2 separate regions of the Sus scrofa genome follow, and region 2 is linked to region 1. The links are chromatin contacts, called in public targeted proximity ligation maps. All regions are on one chromosome and are shown on one strand. The core of a region is the stretch at or near the end of the contact, and the rest is flanking DNA. Distances in the headings are between cores, read along the strand shown. Region 1 overlaps R3HDM2 (R3H domain-containing protein 2). Region 2 holds the start of R3HDM2 (R3H domain-containing protein 2).

What was found.
Region 2: a contact with region 1 is called in a targeted proximity ligation map of skeletal muscle. A contact is called at or near these places in 7 of 47 Hi-C or Micro-C datasets (embryonic fibroblasts, fetal heart ventricle, mesenteric adipose tissue and 4 more) and 2 of 2 datasets of targeted methods (alveolar macrophages and skeletal muscle).

What each region holds. Positions count from the first base shown.
Region 1 is chr5:22,574,470-22,577,601 of Sscrofa11.1, reverse strand. It overlaps R3HDM2 (R3H domain-containing protein 2), which reads left to right. Exons shown (of 25, transcript XM_021091859.1): 15 at 2,079-2,180. Among named protein-coding and RNA genes, the nearest start is that of STAC3, 20 kb to the right of the region's middle.
Region 2 is chr5:22,712,428-22,715,628 of Sscrofa11.1, reverse strand. It overlaps R3HDM2 (R3H domain-containing protein 2), which reads left to right and starts at 1,379. Exons shown (of 25, transcript XM_021091859.1): 1 at 1,379-1,678.

The sequences.
Region 1 (3,132 bases), core at 627-3,126:
TCTCTGTAGAGTCCAGTCAGGATCCAGGAGTCAATGATCCAACCCAGAAGTCACCAGTAGGTGGCAGTCACATCCCTCAGGCCAGTCTTTAGCTTCTCCCATGTTTTTTTGGAAGTTCCCTAGCTCTGGAGTTTGAGGTTAGTAGATGCAAACTATTACATTTAGAATGGAAAAACAACAAGGTCCTACTGTATAGCATAGGGAACTATATCCAATTTCCTGGAATAGACCATGATGGAAAATAATATAAAAAAAGAATGTATATATGCGTAAAAAATAAAGCACTTCAAAACAGCAAAAAAAAAGCACAGAAATGCCTTCCTTTACCACTACCCTTCCTCAGCCAGGAGAGACCTAATAGAGGAACATCATTTCTTCCCTCTTCACTTTTTACTCAAAACTTAAAAATGTGAAGAAAACAGGCAGAGCTGTTTTACCACTTCTCTGTCCTTAAGGCCTCCCCTTGTCCCCCTGAGAATGTGAGGCCTGAGTATGACAGGCCCTCCCGCAAGAGAAAGAAGAGGATTAGGATAATAGAAAATGCGTTTAAAAGCTACCAGCACAGGTAGCTCATTCTGAATAGCTTGCCAGCAGTTATATTTGGAATGCTGCTGGCTTACAGAAAGTAGGTGTGCCAGGAGAGCTGAGAGCTTATTTTCAAGGCTGTAGTAGCATCTCTCCCAGGTCACACAGTGGATTCTCAGTAACTTTTTCCTGACCAAGATGATTTACATTTTACCTAGTGTAGATATCAGGAGTATTCTCCATTGTGGGTATCCTCTAATTCCTGGACTCTGCCTCTTGGAACTGTTCTCTGTGAAAGTGCCTCCCAGGAGATATATGGCAGGGGATGATATAGATACCTTGGTCCCCTACAACTCTTAATACTCTAAACTTGGAAGGAAGAAGGAGAGTTTTACAAACAAAAAGACGTTTATGTAATTCCACCTGACTTCCTTCTTCCTCCCCTCCTCGCTGCTGCTAGAGTGGAGTGGAAGGAACATACATCAGGCAAGCTAGGTTCCCATCCCTGCTCTGCCGCATTAGCTGTGTGATTTAATCTCTCTGAGCCCTACTGTCTTAACTGCAAATATAAGTTATCATATCTCCCAATAGGATTATTGTGAGGTTGTAATGAGATAATGCATGTAAATGAGACAATGTATATTGGCATTATTTCCCCTTCTCTTCCTGGCCTCTCTCCTTTCTCCTACCCCTCCTACCATCGGGCTATGACTGGAGAACTGATAAGGTGCGTGAAATGGCTGGAGGGGAAGAAAGGAGAGAAAAAAATAACTCCCCATTAGTTGGTGTAGAACACATCGCATTCCTAATAAACAAGTCCTCCTGCTTGAGGCCAGTGAAGGGACCCAAGGAACAAAAGCTAAAACGAGGCTATTTATATTTTATTCCTAAATCCCTCCCTGTTTGCTTATGGGGGCATTTTTCATACTGCCCTCACAGCCTGGAGGCACACAGAACAATCACGGAGCAGGAGGAAGTAGAGGAACCAGGCGTGAACTGGCTGTTTTTTCCTTCTCTGCCCTCGGGAGAGAGAGATGATCCTTGCGAATGAGCACTTCCTCCAAGAGAGCTGTGGTGTGAAATCAGGACCGTGCCTGGGAGAGCTGAACCAGACCTTGCATGACCCTTTCTACAGAAGCAGGAATCCCTTCTCAAGTGGGCATTCAAGGAGGGTTGTGCTCCCTAGGAATCATGTGCTTAGGGAAAATGCTTGGGGAAAAAACTGCATTTGGAATCAGGCAGCAGACTCTGGCTCTGAAAGTCCTAAGATTGCTTACAACAGCTGCAAGTTCCTAGTGGCCAGTGGGGCAGAGTGTGCAGTGGGTCTGTCCTGATAGGAGAGATTGCCTCTTTGTTAGGGATGTGAAAGCCACAAGCTGTCCCAAGCTTGGTCTCCAGCCTGCTCAGCAGCCGTACTCTTCACATGAAGTTTCTTTTATGATTAACCTTGTTGTTCCTTCCCTTTCCCTCCCCATCTCTGCCCCTACCACCCTTGCCTCTCCCTTTGCCTCCCTTTTCTCTTCCCTTCCCACATGTCTCTCGCTGGTCCACAGCCAGTCCCAGCTCTGCAGCCCGCTCCGCAGCCTGTTCAGTTCTCTCCAGGCTCCTGTCCCCAAGTCCTTCTGCCAGTCTCTCCGCCCCAGCAGTACAACATGGTATAAACTCCATTCCCCTTTTTTGTCTTGTCCACGTGTGGCCTGTATCTGTGGGTGTGTCTGGACAGTCTGTGACAACCTTGAAAAGCAGTTGTGCTTTTTGAAAGGACCATTGTTAGAAGATATTTCTTCTTGAGGGGCCAGCCCAGGCTGAGCTATACTTCATTCTAGTGACCTCATCACAGCACTTTCAAAAGATGCCTAAATGTTAGACAGAAAAGAACACCGAGTTCTCCTAAGTTTCAAGAGGGGAAACAAAATCGGATGTTGTCCAAACCTGGGCTCCCCATCCTCTCCACCATGTGCATTCTTCATCTCGTCTGCTCCCCAAACAGGTCTGAGGAGCCCAGTTTATTCTGTATAGAATAATTTCCTTTAAAACTAAAAACACAGCTGCAGATTTCTCTGGTACCACTGGTAAAAACTTAAAATGTTCCCCTATTTTACCATGTCTTTTTACATAAAAAATATCCTCCTCTTTTGGATAGCACATGCTGTTTAAATTGTTTGTACCCTGACTACAAATCCTTTGAAGATCTAATTTGTCTCTAAGTTAATACCTTCTATCATGGTTATAGGAGACCTGATTTTTTTTTAAGTTTTATGTTAATCACACCTGTCTGCTTTTTCACTAGAATCCCTTCTTTCTGTCATCTCTTATCTCCATTCTGAAAAGTCCTAGACTATGAACCTCATAATAATGTGCAGTCCAGTCCTCTTGGCATCTATTCCTACCCTCTAAGGTAGCAAAAGAGCTAAGATCAAAATCCCTTAAAATTGAATGAAACCACAAGGAAGCATTGTCTTTTGTTTCTACTAGTTTCTTTTGCAAAAGAACTTCTGCTCTGTATTATATGTATATGTGTATGTTAATTACTGTCCAGGGAGCAGAAGGATGAGGAAGCTAACAAACTAACCTATCACTATACAAGTGAGAGATAGAACACCATCA
Region 2 (3,201 bases), core at 130-2,629, 140 kb before region 1:
GGAGGTTCCCACGCTAGGGGTCCAATCAGAGCTGTTGCCGCCGGCCTACACCACAGCCACAGCAACGCCAGATCCAAGCCACATCTGCAATCTGCACCACAGTTCACGGCAACGCCAGATCCTTAACCCACTGAGTGAGGCCAAGGATCGAACCCACAACCTCATGGTTCCTAGTCAGATTTGTTCCTACTGCACCACAACGGGAACTCCCCTCTGGTTACATTTCTAATGGTGTAGTGATTAAGAGCAGGCTCCGAAGATACTGCCTCAGTTCAATATTTGGGACTTTGCTGCCTCAGGGTTCCATGTCTTATGAGTATAACAACAATACATTGTTTTTGAGGATTAAACTGAAATAATAGATGTAGAATGCCACATATTCTAGATATATACACCCATATCTATTACAAATATTAGCTATTATTTCTTCCTGGCCATCACTGCTCCCTGACTCCAACTTGAAAATCTGGAACTTGCTGAACCTTGAAGGAAAGGAGAACTTATCTCTATGACTTTGCTGGAATCTCCATTCTTGCCTATCTGATAAACTCCTACTTAAAGCCTTCAAGGAGAGGTGAAATTTCACCTGTAGTTTCTCTGTGACTTAATCTCTCTTACGTCTAAGAACTAGTTGCTTCTTGTGTTTCCACAGCACATTGTAGCTCTTTTATTGTACTATACTTTTTTTTTCTGCCTCCTGCAGTTCTTGTCACATAGTAAATATTTAATGATCGAATTCTATCAATGTAAGACTACAACGCTTCTTTGAGGGAATCTGTCAATAAATGACACAAACGCATGTAATCAATAAGTAAACTGATTCTGCCTGGAACGGACAAAATGGGGCAAGTTGCAAATTTAAGATGACCCAAAAAAAGAACTTTATGTTAGGGGATGCTGGTGAATAAGTTATTTTAAATTGAATGGACTTAAACCTGATTTAATTTTTACACCTAGAAAAAAGCTGACATTTCCCTACATTATTTTTATTCACTTATACTGCAAATATTTACAGCATATATGCTGTTTTCAGCGCAGGACTTACTGTCCTAAGTGAAAGGCTATTTTGAAAGTGCTCTGGAAACTTAAATTAGAGTTATTAGCATTATGCTTAAATAGAGGGTGAACAGGACAGGCTTGACGGGTTTCAGGTGGACCGAGGATTGCCGTGGATCTGGATCAGTGGCTGGGCACATAAGCAACGCGAGGAAACGACAAACTGAGCGCATACGCAGGGGGAGAGTGAGGGCTGGGTGGGCGGGAGGAAGCAGGGGGCGTCTGCAGGCGCTGAGAAGCAGACAGGACGCAGGGACACGCGGAGCGCCGGACGCGGTGACGACTACGTTGAACGTGGTGACGTAGCGCGCAGGCCGCAGCGGGGGGCGGACTCTGGGCCTTTCTTCCCCTTCTGATTTTCCCCCTCCCCCCTTTTCTCCCTTTCCGGGTTTGGTTCCCCCTTTTCTCCCCCTCTCCCCCCTCCTTCCCAAGCCCCTTTCCCCTCCCCCGCCCCAGTCCCCCCTGCTCCCCCGCCCTGAGCCCTGGGGAAACCCCCGCGGAGAAGAGCCCGCCCCCAGAAGCGCGCCGCCGCCGGCCGTCGGGGCCGAGCTGCAGCCGAGCGGCCGTGGGCCCGGGCGGCGGGCGGAGACGCGGGCGCCCTCCCCGCTACGGCCCGCGTGAGGTGAGGCCACCTCCCGGCCTAGGGGGCGGGCGGCGCGGGCGGCCCGTGGGGAGGGGGCGTGGCGGCCTTGCGGGCGGCTAGGCGGGCGGAGGCCCCTGGGCTTGGGTTCCCCGCGTTGGCGCTGCCGGGACCCGGGGCGGGGGTCAGGGCCTGAGCCTTTCGGGAAGGATTGCCTTGAGGCCAGAGATACCCCGAATGTGCTCGGAGAGCGCAGGCGAGAAGCGAGGGGCGCGGGGCGGAGGGCGGGGACAGGTGCCACCTGTGGCCTGTACGGTGGGACCTAAAAACTGTTGCGCCTTGTGGTGCTCAGGGGTGACTAGCTCCATGTGTTTCTTGGGTCTCCGCGTTTTTTCGAGCCTTGGGAAAATGGGAGGGGAAGGTGTTGGTGTGTTTCAAATCATGCAGGTGTCCGAGTTTATTGCAGGGCAGAGATTTGAGTTGGAACGTGCAGGAAGATGTTTCAGGAGCTTAAAAGTGGGCCTATGCTAAGCTCGTAACTAACTCTTGAGGCTCTGAAAACTCTTTCTTAATTTCGGTTTGCTATAGAGCCAAAAATGTCAACATTTGTGATCTAATAGCTCCATAGCATATTTATTCCCTCAAAGCGTTCTTGGATAATGTGAGAAATGACCGAATAACAGCCCCAGAGGTTCATGAAACCAGAGAGGTGTGGGAAATTTTAAATTTAGATCTTAGTTGGATGAATGTCCTTGTATATGTTATTTTCAAATGGGCTTAACTAATATTGAGAAGCCCGAGTCTTAGTGTTGGTGGGGAACATGGAGACTGGGGAGGAGGGAGGTGACCCGTTCTACTTCGGGAATGTCACAGATTCCTAGTAGTTTTATCGTATTTTTGTATAGTCAGATTGGCACCTGAATCAGTTGTTTATGGCTACTTTTTCTTCCTAGTGCTTTTTTTCCGCCCTCTCGTTTTCATTCTACTATATTATCTTTTTTTGTCCTTTTGTTGAGTCTGAAGCATCAAAACTAAAACGGCGTAAATAGTGATAGGAAGTGGAAGTAGTCAATTCAGTTCACTTTGATTTGTATTTTTCTCCCCCTGTTGCAGTTCTCCACGTGGTTGAGAGAATAGAGAACCTTTCTTGAAGGTCTGATGAACTGTCAGCAGAAGTTTAATTTCAGAGTTTAAGTTTAGCTTTGTGTTCACTATATGACCTATGCTGTAGGTCTTCAATTTAAAACAGAATTTTAAAAACTTGGACGTATAGGAGTTTCTGTGTGGTGCTGCGGGTTAGGGGTTCTGGCATTGTCTCTGCAGCTCGGATTTGATCCCTGGAACTTTTGTATGCCCCTGATGTGGCCAAACAAACCCCTCAAACTTTGCACATATAAAAATAGAGTGCCTGGTTTTGTCTGTTTGTTTGTGTTAATTGAAAGCAGTCAGAAGAGGAGATGACTTCCTTCCTCAATGAGAATAAAAACCAAAGACTTTCCAATCGCCTTTAAAGCCTCGGTATATTCACTGGCTTCTTGGCGGTTCCCTGAGCACATTAGGCACAG